Regions from separate parts of the Drosophila melanogaster genome. Here region 1 is linked to region 2. The links are chromatin contacts, called in public Hi-C maps. All regions are on one chromosome and are shown on one strand. The core of a region is the stretch at or near the end of the contact, and the rest is flanking DNA. Distances in the headings are between cores, read along the strand shown.

Evidence for each region. A called contact is a pair of places that touch in the nucleus more often than the background predicts.
Region 1: a contact with region 2 is called in a Hi-C map of the Kc167 cell line, with 1.6 times the contacts expected there. A contact is called at or near these places in 2 of 107 Hi-C or Micro-C datasets (both in the Kc167 cell line) and 1 of 7 datasets of targeted methods (the Kc167 cell line).

What each region holds. Positions count from the first base shown.
Region 1 is chr3L:6,700,186-6,707,157 of dm6, forward strand. SP1173 (SP1173,) reads right to left here and starts at 3,336. Exons shown (of 6, transcript NM_168178.2): 1 at 2,678-3,336. It overlaps CG8519, which reads left to right and starts at 4,675. Exons shown (of 3, transcript NM_139797.4): 1 at 4,675-5,385. The coding sequence starts at 5,298.
Region 2 is chr3L:6,125,829-6,132,182 of dm6, forward strand. It overlaps l(3)mbn (lethal (3) malignant blood neoplasm), which reads right to left and starts at 2,979. Exons shown (of 6, transcript NM_168157.2): 1 at 2,701-2,979; 2 at 2,533-2,641; 3 at 526-669; 4 at 1-165. The coding sequence starts at 2,733. It overlaps Lcp65Ag3 (Larval cuticle protein), which reads right to left and starts at 5,161. Exons shown (of 2, transcript NM_144405.2): 1 at 4,983-5,161; 2 at 4,558-4,921. The coding sequence starts at 5,101. The coding sequence ends at 4,723. It overlaps Cpr65Au (Cuticular protein 65Au), which reads right to left and starts at 6,281. Exons shown (of 2, transcript NM_001300024.1): 1 at 6,120-6,281; 2 at 5,414-5,777. The coding sequence starts at 6,253. The coding sequence ends at 5,591. It also overlaps asRNA:CR46005.

The DNA of each region.
Region 1 (6,972 bases), core at 2,086-4,585, 570 kb after region 2:
AGTAAAGAAATTTTAAATATTTATTTGCTCCAGTTCTGTGACATAAGGCCCAGTAAATAAACCAACTTCTCCCAAACAAACAATTAATGATCCAAAGCAAACACAATCGAAATTTAAATGTTTACTTCCTTTTCTTCCCCTCTTTTATTTTCATTATTTTTTATTTATGCTTTCGAGATTATTTTGGTCGCCATGGGATCGTTTATTTGCGCTCATGTCTTTTATATAGAAAAACATAACCCACTGAAAGTATCCGCACCAGATGTGCGAATGGACGAACTCAAAATGTCGACAGTATATCCCACAACATATACACACATGTGTAATTTCAAATTCTGGAAAAATCAGCACAGAATGAGTTTAGCTAACATAATTTCGATACGAGAGCAAATTAACCGACTGACCAGCAGAGAGATCTTTGAAAAAGATCATGATGAGGTTATCGCTGATGACGGCAAAATGATGTCATATGCGGCGGACACACTCGAATGCCTTATATCTAAAGCTTGTTTTGGGTTTTGTGTTTCAAATTAAACCCATACCAATAAATGTAGGTACCGCCTATATATATATACATATACATATTTAGTTTATATGCCTTTATTCTTTTATAGTATTGGTTTATAGCCCCATTGTTTGCCATTAGAATGTCTTGTCTGCCGGTTTTAAGCCCCGAAGTTGTTTGTCGAGTTTTTTTTTGTCTGCAAAGATCGACGCGTTTCTTTCTGCGAAATTCAAGTTCAAGCCAAAAGCGATGCGGGTGTATTTTTTCGTTATTTCTTTTGTACATATCGAAAACAGCAGTAGCTCACACACGCAAAAGAGAGTCAAAACAAAAAAATTTTAGCAAGGTGGAGATATCTTGAAGTTTCTACGATTTCTTAGGGTGGTTGTCTAACCTATTCTAAGGGTGGTTCCCGGCACTTTCTACCTTTTCGGGGTGGTTTCCTGCCTCTTCTAACGACGCTTCTTGACCCCCTTTTTGGCGTAGATTTCATTTTTGGCTTGATTGACGGCAACGCCTGGCGTGTTTTAATGCTTATTTCCTTCTTTTATTGCAAGGGGTGGTTGTTATTATTTGCGTTTTGCCTACCGGCATTTGTTCCACCCCATCGGTATTTTTTAACAAATCCCACACGCATAACTTTGTTACTTTAGGGTTACTTGGGGTGATGATAAATTGCTCAATTTATTGATAGATCATGATATATTTCTAAGGATCTGGGTCAAAGATGTAGAGAAAATTGTCATACATAAAAAATCATTGCCCTCATATTTTGTTTTTTATCATTTTGAAATTTGATATGTGACCTTCATAATGCGCAATCGTAAATTTGTGTACTGTATTTTTGTAGTACTCAAAATAGAATAAATGATATAACATTTATTAACCAAACGACACGAGTTAATTAAATTAGAGACTAAATTAAGTAATTGCTTTTTTTTAAGACCATTCAGGGAAATACCTTTCCACTGTTTTGGTCGCTGAACTCATAAACCTATTTAGCAACTATTAGGTCATTCGCTTGAAAAGGAAAACCCGAAAGGGGCCCGTCTGCCACTGGAAACTTCATAAATGGGCTGAAGAAAAAAAGTGCAATTGCGACTCGCTAAAAAGCAAACGCAACAGATGCAACACTGTAAGTGGAAACGATGCCGACGTCATGGGTGGAAAATAAAAATGTCAATAAAAATTACGGCAAATTGCTAGGAGCCCCGCACCCATCCACCCCGCAATCCACTGTCATTAGGGGGCGGCAAGTGGTCACACGCAGAGTCCTTTGTGGGCGCTTTTATTGTAGTTACCAAGGTTACAACTCCATCCCATTCTATTCCTAGGGTCCTGGCGTCAATTGAGCGCCTGACTGATTAAATTACCCGAGTGCACACTATGGGCAACGAACAAAAGGACAATGGAGTAGGGGTTTGCATAGTGCATTAAGCAATTGTCCTTTTTATATGTGCCATATATATGTATATGCCATGGCGATGTCGCCAGGCTGTCTCCGCGTCACTGAGTCGCCGCGAAAATTGCATTTTTCAGTGCGTGAACGAATAAAAGTTTGTCCCTACAATTTCATTGATTTTCTCTTCTGCGAGCTGATGATTTCATTCGCAGACCCTAAACCAAACGGGAATCACGAGAATCCTTCGAGGCAAATGCAACACGTGACCGAGGGCAAACGAAGTCCTTGCTGGCAACGAAGTCGTCCTCCATTTGTGGTTAGTAAGTCACATCATTTTCGCTTTTAATTTCGTCTTTTGGCTGCCAACGGTGACCGCAGAAGCCGCCAAGCCAGATGACATCACAATTTTGTGAGTGGGTTTGATTGTGTGTCAGTGTGTTTTGTGTGCGAAATGATTGATGACTAAGCTTTAAAGAAGGTTTTACGAAGGATATGCCTAGGGATAATTATAAACATGTTATCCAAAACATGGTTTATAAGTAAAGTCTTTAAGGTCTTAAAAAAATGTATAAAAGTACATTTTACTACAAAAAATGTGAAATCTCAAAACGAAATAAAAAAATATTTATAAATTTTAATATGTTAAAAAAAGTATAAAACTTCCTGTAACGTTTTCCGTCCAAAATCCCCTTTTCCAATTTAAGTAAATAATTTACATGCAAATTCACTTTTATTTGTTAGTATATGAATATATAATAATTCGTATTTGCCTGTCTGCCATAAACGTTAGCCGAAAATCGCTCATTAATGTTTCCGTTCTTCTGGCAATTGCTTAGGCTAATTATTCAGTCAATGGCCAATTCGTAGCTTCTTGTTTGTTATGGGTACATTATTTGCTATTTATGTATTCTCCATTAACCAAAAGCACACACTGTCAATCGCACAAGTAGAGTAACACCACGAGCACTTGTCGTCAGGGAATATACGAAATCGTATTTGATTGTATTTTTATTTCGCTTTCTTTCTTCTTATTTTCAAATTAAATGAAAATATTTCAAATTCAACACTGGCTGGCACAAGAATAACAGGCGACACTGCCAAGCTAAACGCGCAGCGATTTCTAAAAACGAGTCGAGACTACGAAAATAAGTTTTTCGAATAAGCCAAAGAAGCAGAAGGAAACACACTATTATGTTATGTATAAGTAGCTAATAAATGAAAACACACCGAAAAGTGCGCGTCGCGCGGATGCCTCGAATAAAAACTACTTTGTTTTTATTCGATATGTATTTTTTTTATTTTGGCGGCAGCTGCCAGAAGTCAAAGAAGCTCCCGGCGTGGGTGAGTTTCGAGGCACGGTTTCGATATATTTTCCCAACTGGTAATCCGCGTGCGCGTCCAAACGCCTCGCCGTTCGAAAGAAAACTAAACGGGCAACAGCGGCAAAAAACCGGAAAGCATTCACAGCCAGCTGTTTCGGCTACCCTTCCCAATTTCCCAATGTGCTGGGACGCGACTGTGGCTTAAGAGTCGCTGAAAAAATAGTGTTGCATACTTTTTAGCGGTCGGCGCCAATGATTACCCCTATATTTGTGTTACGATTTCTATTTGGCTCTTGCCAAGATTTTCCCGTCTAACGAAATGCCTTCCGCTTTTTTCGGGCGTCTGGAATTTTCAACCCTTAGGGCTGCTCACATTCGCACGGAAACACCCCCGCAATGGGAAATCCTCGGCGGCACAATGCGGATAGACACACGTGCATTGTTGCTGAGGGTGTTTTAGTCTGGCTGATATGCATATGGGACATGGCTACAGACCATTTCCTTAATGAACTAGAAAATATTGACCTAATATGCATAACTAAAAGGTCCTTAATTCGTTGTCAACATGAGGCGGAAACGCTAAGTAAATAATAATATTATGTTTATGTTTGCATTTGGTAGATTTTAATTGACTTTTACTGTCTGACTAGTTATTTGATACTTATATTTTCCCCAAAAGGAACCTTTGTTGAGAACTAGGGTTTTGCTCAGAACTGCGTACTTTCTTATTTAATCAGTATTTATTTAAAATTAATAATATTTTATGTTCTACTTCAATATTGAAATATACATTGGTAGAAGTTGAAAAATATAATATGTACCTGTATATTCATAATCCTTACTTGTCTGAACTAACCTCCCCCAAACGCTTAATAATTAATTCCTACGCCAGGTGCAATTACTTTGAATAACCAAACAAACTTTAACTGCCCGTCATAACAGCTGCAATCTAAGGGGCTTTTCGATAATAGAAGTAGGATAACCACACATCCAGAAACAGTTGTCAACCCACAGCTGCTTCGCTCAGCCCCAGAGTGTCAATTAAATTTAATTTAAGGCGACATTTGCCGTCAGCCACTCGCAGTTGCATTTGTCTTGGCCCACAAGAACGATGATGATGATGGCGGTTGGCTCCCTCGAAACGATCCTAAATGGCCGCAGATATAGCGATCGGATGTGGCACATCGATGGGGCTATTTTCGATGCCACCGATTAGCCTATTGGCCGAGTGAGCAACTTTTAACTTTAACCCTTTGCAGGGCGCGTGTCTGGGAATTGGGGATCGGGATGGGGGATTGGAATTGCTCCGCTCCGCTCCTCGTACTGTCTATTTTTGGTTGTTGCTCGCTCGCACACTCGCGAAAAGCTATAGACATCGGGTCGATCGGAAGATCCCCGATCTACACTTACACTCCGGCGTAGCACAGATTCCGCCGCTCTTTCTTTTCAGTAGAAATCAGTTGGCCGCGCAAATCGCACGGATGCGGGCGGGCTGAAATCCAAGAGATACAATCCCAACCAAAAAAAAAAACAAAAAAAAAGAAAATAAGCAGAGATCAGTCAGAGAGAAAAAGAAAAGGTGAAAAAGACATACTCCAAATCAGATCGAATCGTGGCGGACTGAGATATACGCAAAATTGATGGTTTAAATAAATAAATAAATGAGTTTTCGGTGCGCGTCGAAAGTGCAGTGCGCGATTTTTGTATCAGTATCCACAATAATAATGACCAATAGCATAAGACAAAAATCCGAAAAAATCTTTCGAATATAACCTGCAGCAAGCGGCAGCAGAAAACTCATTAATTTTCCAAATTTCACCCAAAACAAAAAATAAAACAAATGAACGTATCTCACGGATGCGAAATTCGGTGTGTGGCTGTAATTTTAAACGCATTTTTTGCGCTTGTTTTGACATTGAAATGAAACAACAATAACAATCGGATAATTGAAACGGAGAAAACCCACGCCAACGGATATACACCTGCCGTGAAAACAAAAATTTAAGTTACAAAAAAAAATCGATCTAACTAAATCAAGGAGCTTGGAGAACTCAGGGATTGCGATAAGATGACCACGCGTGGAATTCGGTGCAAGAAGTCCACATTGACGGAGTTGAAAATCGCCGTGATCGGAGCGCCCAGTGTTGGCAAAAGCGGTAAGATTCGAAATACCACGATGCCAAGTGCCTCCGCAATAACAACTCGAAAACAATCCGAGCAATAGCAGACGTATCCAATAGATACTTGGGTAGCATTGTAGCATGGATGCCGAGCAACAACAGCAAATTAGTTGAGCAATCGCCGATTCGTGTATATTTAGACTTTTGTTTGTTTTGTTTATAAAGTGGCAGCATACATATACGATTGCAGATATCCCCCCAATACACATACCAACACACTCTTGCAACGGGGAGTATCTGTGCCTCTTCGTGTCTATGTGTGAGTGTGGCGGCTGCTGGCACTTTGGCATTGCCTGCCGCCTTAATCGCTTTCCACCGTTTGATTTGACAAGCGGCTCTGACCAAAAGACCAGGCCATGCTCTAATTTACGACGAACCATGAGCACATCGCATACTGCACTGAAAAAAATATTAGTGGAAGTACATTTAATCAATCTTAAATAGACAAACACACAACTTAAAGCAATAAACTAACTATCCATATCACATCGTTTAAAATATTTGTTGGTAGTTCAAAAACTTTTATATAACTTTTTTAATATATTTCTTTGAGTGCAAGGGTTCAGCTCCTATATATAGTTAGCTGCTCACGAGATCACAGATCATTGTCAGCTGAGACGTTGCATATTTCTTCGATGCGAACGACTTAGCATAAATTGATGTTCCCTGTCAGCCATCACGTATGCCGGGCATCCCCGAAATATATTTAATTTGTAACACTTTGTTGGGAACCCCCATCCATGGGCTGATACTAATGATGATGATGGCTTTGGCCGGGAAATTTATTCCCGCCACTGTCAACTTTAGTTCACCCCTGCGTTATATATGTTCCCAGTTTCACATATTACCCCAGTTTTATATTATTTCTTGATCAGTGTAAGCTGAAAATACTTTCCTTCTACCCCAAAAGTTTTAAGAAATAAAGCTACAGCTTTACTTGACCTTTTCCTTTTTGAAAAGTAACCCCAAATTTTACCATTGAACGAATTAAGTTTAGTGTGAATTTAAAAGCAATGTAGGCATCCTGAAATTGTCTGAGGTCCCAGTCATGAGATGTCAACTTTGGCTTACACCTGCGCACAATATGTCCCGGTCACAACTAATTTTGGGTGTAAATAGAAGAGAAAAACTGCCGGGACCGGCCGAAGATCGTAGACAGTGGAGCCAGATGAAATATGACTAGAAAATATGTGCCACTAATAAATATAATGTGAATGAAAATAAAAAAGGAAAATAAATGGAATGGCCGGGAGTATACGACTGGGTGTGGCTTTTGTGACAGAGAATAAGCAACGCCTTCTCTTTTTATGGCGAGAATGAAGTAACAGAGTCAGTGGAATGTAAAATATTTCATTGAAGTAGTCACATAGCAAAATTAATAATAATTACAATGCTAGTAGGGTTGTTCGAAAAATATTTTAAGATAAACCCTAAAACTTAAATCTAGCTAAATGCTAAAAATTCATACACTCTTTTGGCGCACAAAAACAAAACACCCTAAAGCAAATAGAATTCCTATCCCAAAAGCAACTTATAATGGCAAATGCATATATGTTTAATAAA
Region 2 (6,354 bases), core at 1,729-4,228:
GTTGAACTGGAGCCAATGGCTGTGAAAGTGTGCGAATTTCCGTCTTGGGAGGGGACTTTTTTAGGAAACAACCGGAACAGGCCTCCGAGTTGAAGTTGTACTTGGGCAGAGCCACCGGAGCTGCAGGAAGCAGGACCTTTGGAGTCGTTGTCACAGGAACACTTTCTGGAAAGTAAATAATATTACAAGTCATTCAAAAGTTCCCCTTGATCACCTATACAATCCTCTGTTAGAAATTTCCAAATAAAATGTATTACATTTAAAAACAAACCAAAACATATTATACAAGTTAAGATTATTCTTATCAAACCAAAAACGTTTGGTTATATTTAGAAACGTAGCTCGAAAACCAGTATGACTTTAAAGGAAATAATCTGAATGGAAGTCTGATTTCAATCGGGTTTATGATTTGAATTAATAAATAATATTATCAGACCAAAAGCATATATTTTAGTGCTGTCATAGGTTCGTATTGCAATTCGAATTAAATATTCAGAATCGGTCAAGAATTCTGTCAATACTCACTTGAACCAACTGGACCCGCGTAAGGATAGCTCTTCATGGAGATTATCCGGAATTTGCCCTCCTCGTCGGTGGCATAGACCGTCACGTGATAGATACCATCGGCGGTGATGAACCCAAACTCGCCCATGATAATGCCGCGTTCATCTGTGAGTTGGGGAAACAAGATGAGATTTGACCAAAATGATTTTGTGTTCATTTTGAATATGAATGCGAATTTTACGCCGATATGTGATTTTTAATTTGTTTGATAACCAGCCACGAGCAGGCCCATAAAGATTAAGATCTAATAAACTGTATCGATAATGGCGATCATAACTTGTGAGCTGGTTTCTTAAAACCCCTCAACCGCACCACACACCCCCATCGCTTTGAATTGATATGTTAGGCAGCTTCCTACGTAAGAAACATTCCTATGTTGAGATGAATTTATTAATCTGGATGACACTGTGGATGGTCTGAAAGAGGTGCGTCTCTCACCAAAGCATCCTGTCCAGCCACCCACTAAAATGTTCTCATTTGAAATTCTGGCTTGTGGCCTTTGTGTCTGGAAACAGGTTTCCACAATACTGGCCAACAAGTTTTAACGGTTTGCATCAATTGGCTTTCGCTTGTTTGTTTTAGGTTTAATTCAAATTTGGCTTCGTGTCACTTTCCCATTTGTCTCGATCGATTTCGACGGGGCTTGAAAACAATTCTTTATTTCAATTTATTCTTTTGTCGTGATCAATTTGATTTTAAATTGTTCAATGAGCTGGGCTAAATAATGAAAACTATTAAACTCGTATCAATATAAATTAAGACTATCATTTTCTGGTTATACAATTAACACTAATAAAAAAATAACCATAAAATTAACATACATTTTAGTGGGTAATAAAAATTGAAACTGGGAATAAATTATTATAAATTATAATTAGAAAATTATTTAACCAAAATTAAAGGATTTATAACTATTGGTAAAGTTTCATTCCCACTTAATTATTTTACAGTACAAAAACCTAATGTTTGTAATCAAGAGACTATTCATAAAGAAGGCAAGTAAAATTTCAAACAGTATTTGGTTAGAAAAAATTTTAATTATGTAATATAGTAAATAGTAAAATACAATTAAATATATTCTAAGTGACAATACATTTTTTTCTAGTATGTTAAATTTAAAGTTACGTATTATAGCTCTGAAGTAATGCCCCGTAAGCTAGACTTTAAAAATCTGATGTTGATCAATAGATCGTTCAATATTTAAATCAAAGGTGCCGAAATTGTTTTTGTTAGGATACCGTTTATACCGTTCTCCTTTGAATAGTTATACAACAAACAAATATCATTTTGCATGCACAACGAGTTCCTGAATTTGTTTGTTAATATGAACGTAATACAATTTTTGGCTCAACTCTGGCATTTTATATGCCAGAATTATACTTATAAATATTGAAATGTGGCTGATCTTTTTGAAATTAGCATTAGCCAAAGAAAGAAAAACCATAAATAAGCCAAACATTTGTGTGTTCGAAAGAGTCTACATGTTATGCAAATCGGCCACGTTTCGTTTTCGATTTTCTGAAAACTTTATCACCGATTCAGCATGGAAATAAAAATCATAACGACCATGCATGCCATTTGGACACTACACAATGGACTTCAGAGATGAACCCCCGGCCATATGTGTGTTGTGAAGATTCCGCTAATTGCCATTGGTGGCTGGTATTTCAATTGCTGGTGACCTGTCGCTCAGGTGCACCGTGCACCCATCAAACGTGTATTGTGTGGCATTGCACAAGCCGCCACTAGTCGCACTCCGGCTCAAAAGTCAAAAGTTATGGCTTTTTTTGGCTAATGCTGGCTGCTAGCTGCTGGATGGTGCTGCATTTGTGCATCTGCTCCTAACGACTCTCGAGATGACGCATCATCTATTTACATATTTCGGTTTCGGTGTCAATAAATCGACGCACAGTAGTCAAGATATGCTAATGGTTTAATTAGCGTCATTTGCTAGCTCAACCAGCTCACCTCTCTTCTCTGCCCGATGCTGCTGCTCGTCGATGGTGAAGCCGAACTTGTAGGGACGCACTGTGGTCGCGGCCGACAGGACATGGGTCAAGGTGCACAGGAGCAGCAGCTTTAAAGGGAACTCAATGAATGCCGGGTTCAGAGTTGGGATCAAACTTAAGCACTTACAGCACAGACAAACGCCATCAATTTTAGGCTCATTTTGGGAATTTATTATTTATTTAAATCGGTCACCAATTTTATTTTATTTTCACGCCCTAATATAAACTGTCAGAGCTCACACAAAAACGCATAAATAAACGGGCGTTTATATTTTAATACAAATACGCGATTATAAATATTTAGATTTCAAGCGGACGGAAAGACGCGTTTCTCACGGCTAGATTATCGGCACGGAGCAAGCGCCTTAGAATGAAACACACCCCACGATGTTCGGCAGCGAATTGACAATGTTAATAATATTAGGTAAACATTATAAAACATTAGAGGCGGACGAGAACCTGCCGCTGCTTGTTGGCCAAGTGTGCGTGCGAATCTCTGCCTTCTACACGTTGTGTATTTCGCCAAGTCGGATCGCATAGCTGGTAGCATTGGCCAGATCGCATCACACCTCTTGAGCCTCAGCCAAGCCTGTGCTTATAATTTAAAATTTCATGCAGTTTGAAAAGTTATTTATTTGATTATTTAAACTGCTTGTCAGCTAGTTCTGAACTTACTAAGTAATTTGCATCCTCGATATTTTTTATACAAAAGCTAAATTAGTTTTGGTAAATAACCTTTTTGGCTTTTATTGCTAGACTTCCTGAGTATTTTTGGTCCGTATTGATTTATTTGTAGATTGAGTTCTAGTAAAGTGCATACAAAAGTCGTTATTAGATATTTTTTATATTTAAGCAAATAAAGATCCAAAAAAATCAAATTATGAGAGAAGTTTTACAAGATTAAATTTAGAATGGTCTAATTTATTAGTACTGTATTGAAATTTAATAACACTTTAGATTGGTCTTCAAAATCGGCTATCAGGCCTGAAGGGTAGTTCATGCCGATTTGTATCTGTTAATAATTAATCGACCCCAATGTATTTGCAATCCAACTTGTTGAGTCTCATCGATAGCCAGGCATTTGACCTGCTTGATGAGCAAATTCGAATGCAATGAGGAAGATGTTTGCACTTCTCTATTTTCATCGATCGGCAATCAGCAGTGAGCTTATCTTCTGCCGGATACTGCAAGTCAATTGTAATTGAAATATTGCTGTCAAGTTCGGCAATGACTGATGTTGTATGCTAAAATTTGCATATTAATTGCTATAACAGTTGTCTTTCAATACGAGCATAAATGATTCGCGTCTAAAGAGACGCATCACGAAGATACTGGTAATTAGCATTTAGCCCCCAAAAGTATGCAAGGGATTTAAAAAGTTCGTTGCCTAAGTCATTCGATTTCAATGCAATCTGAATAGCTATAGCCTGAAAGTAAGCTTAAGAGTCTTTTATGATTAAACTATGCACTTTAAATCCGCAAAGCCGACTATGCATTTGGGAGAACTTTTTGTTTTTATTTTATTAAGGCATACTGGAAATTTTCGTTTGATTTTGTTAAGATAAGTTAAAAATAGGAAAAATATATTCTTTTTTAATATTATTATAAGGGCCCAAAAACTTTTTCTTTTTTAATAATGTTCATGTAATAAGAACACCTAATAAAGCCTGAAGACGACTGGGTATGTTAGCGGTTAGAGTAATAAAATACATAATAAAAAATTGTATTTTCAGTTCTAAAATGTTTTTTTTTTTAATTAATAATTTTCTAAATGAAAAAAATACCTATTCTTTCAAAATACTTATTTACACTTCTTAAGAATTGCTTAATGGAAAAAAACCTTTAATTAGGTCCGTTGTTTGCCATAAGAATCTAGTTCTATTTATCTGAACAACTTAACAAAATATTTTCAAATAATCGCCTTTAAAAAAAAACGACGTTTCCGACCTTTTGAGCGAAAAGCACATTTAAAATAAAACGAATTCATATAAAATCTACATTTTTTAATATTCAACAAACTGCGTTCTGTAACTTAGGATTCTTTCCCTTTTAAAAGGGAAAACCGAAAGTAGGTAAGTGTTGGGGAAGATAACAAAGAGTGTTGCAGAATTGGTGGGTTTAAAGCTGCTTACAGTGAAAGCAACTTCACTTATGCCACGGGGGCAACGGGCAGATGAGCACCCTCGGGCTGGAATCCGTTCTTATCGGCGATGTAGTTGACTTGGTAGGTCTGGCCATCATCAGCAATGAAGCGGTAGGATCCACTCACAGAGATAGCCTCGTTCTCAGTTCCAATGTCGTTCAGCTGACCTACAGCTTGAGCAGCCTGTCCATCGGAGGTTTCCCAGCTAAGAAGGAAGTCAGTGTCAGCTAGGTATCCTTTTGGGTCATTTCTCATAGGCAACTTACTCGTATTTGAAGCTTTCGGGTCCAACGTCGGATTCAGAGCGCACGATTGTGGGTTCCTCAGCGGCAGGAGCAGCCAGAGCCACGGCGAAGAGGGCGACGAAGACAATCAGGAATTTCATGGTGATTGTTGTTTGGTGCTTAGATCTGCGGCTATCGAACAGTTCAAGTCGAATGGTAACTATGGACGGCCGCGTAAACCCTTTTATAGATGGCACCCTCTTGGCGATTATTCAAAGCGCGGCCGAACTAGTCAAACGTGTACAAGACATAATGAGCAAAATCAATGTTAATGTGAAATGTCTGGTTTGGATTTCATTTTCGTTTGAAGTAGGAGCATTAAAAGGCCTAATATAAAATTTTAATAACACTATAGTCCAAAAAGAATCGCGTTCATAAATATTTCATTATTCAAATTTTTAACAATTCATTGAGCTTTATTATATTTATAATAATCCAGCCAGTCTTAGTGACGTCAATAAAACTCGGGAGCTTCCTCAAATATATACATTTTTTCTATTTACTTTTCTAATTCTACGAATCTTTTACATTGGATAAATAAAGTCAACTTATTTATTCGCATCCGGAATCATTATACATCCAGGTATCTCCTAGGCTACTAGCCTGAACTTGGGATGGTAGCCAGTTTCGTCGGCCGTGAAACTAATCTCGTATTTTTTGCCATCTGGAGCTGACCAGCTGGTCGATCCCTGGACAGACAAGGAACCATCCTCTTCGCCGGCTCCAGGTTTCACCTCACCGGTCTCAGTGCGTGAGATTCCGTTGCTCGTCTCATAGCTGGAATTCGATGTTAATTGTTTTTAATAAATTAATTATTGATTGAAATTGTATATAGGAACATCGAATAATTAAACACCTGTTACAACTAAGCATTTCAAAGCTACCCTCTTTAATTTTGCCCTTGCAGAGGCTTATACCTCTGATATCAGTCAGAAGTTTGCAACGCAGTGAGGGAGACATGTGCAACTAAATAAAGTTTATATATGTGTACATATTTATATACATCAGTTTCAATAGTCAAGCCGTTTCTACGCAAAATAGTAATAGTATCTCAGTTTAAGGTTAAAAAATTTTACAATTAAATGCATTATGTCCAAATCATTTCTGGGCAATACCTACGCAAAGGAATATTTATCGCCCGTGTTTTCGCTCTCCAGTTTGATGGTCTCCGCCTGGGCATCCTCACCAGCGGGAAAGGCCAAACAGATACCAATTGCCAGGAAGGCTACCAGCCACATGAAATTCGATTGCATTGCGGAAAGAATTAGTTTTTCAGAGTCTCCGTCACAGCTAGCTGCACTTTACTGAGCTGCGATGCGATCATCTGATGCCCTTTTATACGAAATCTCTGGAT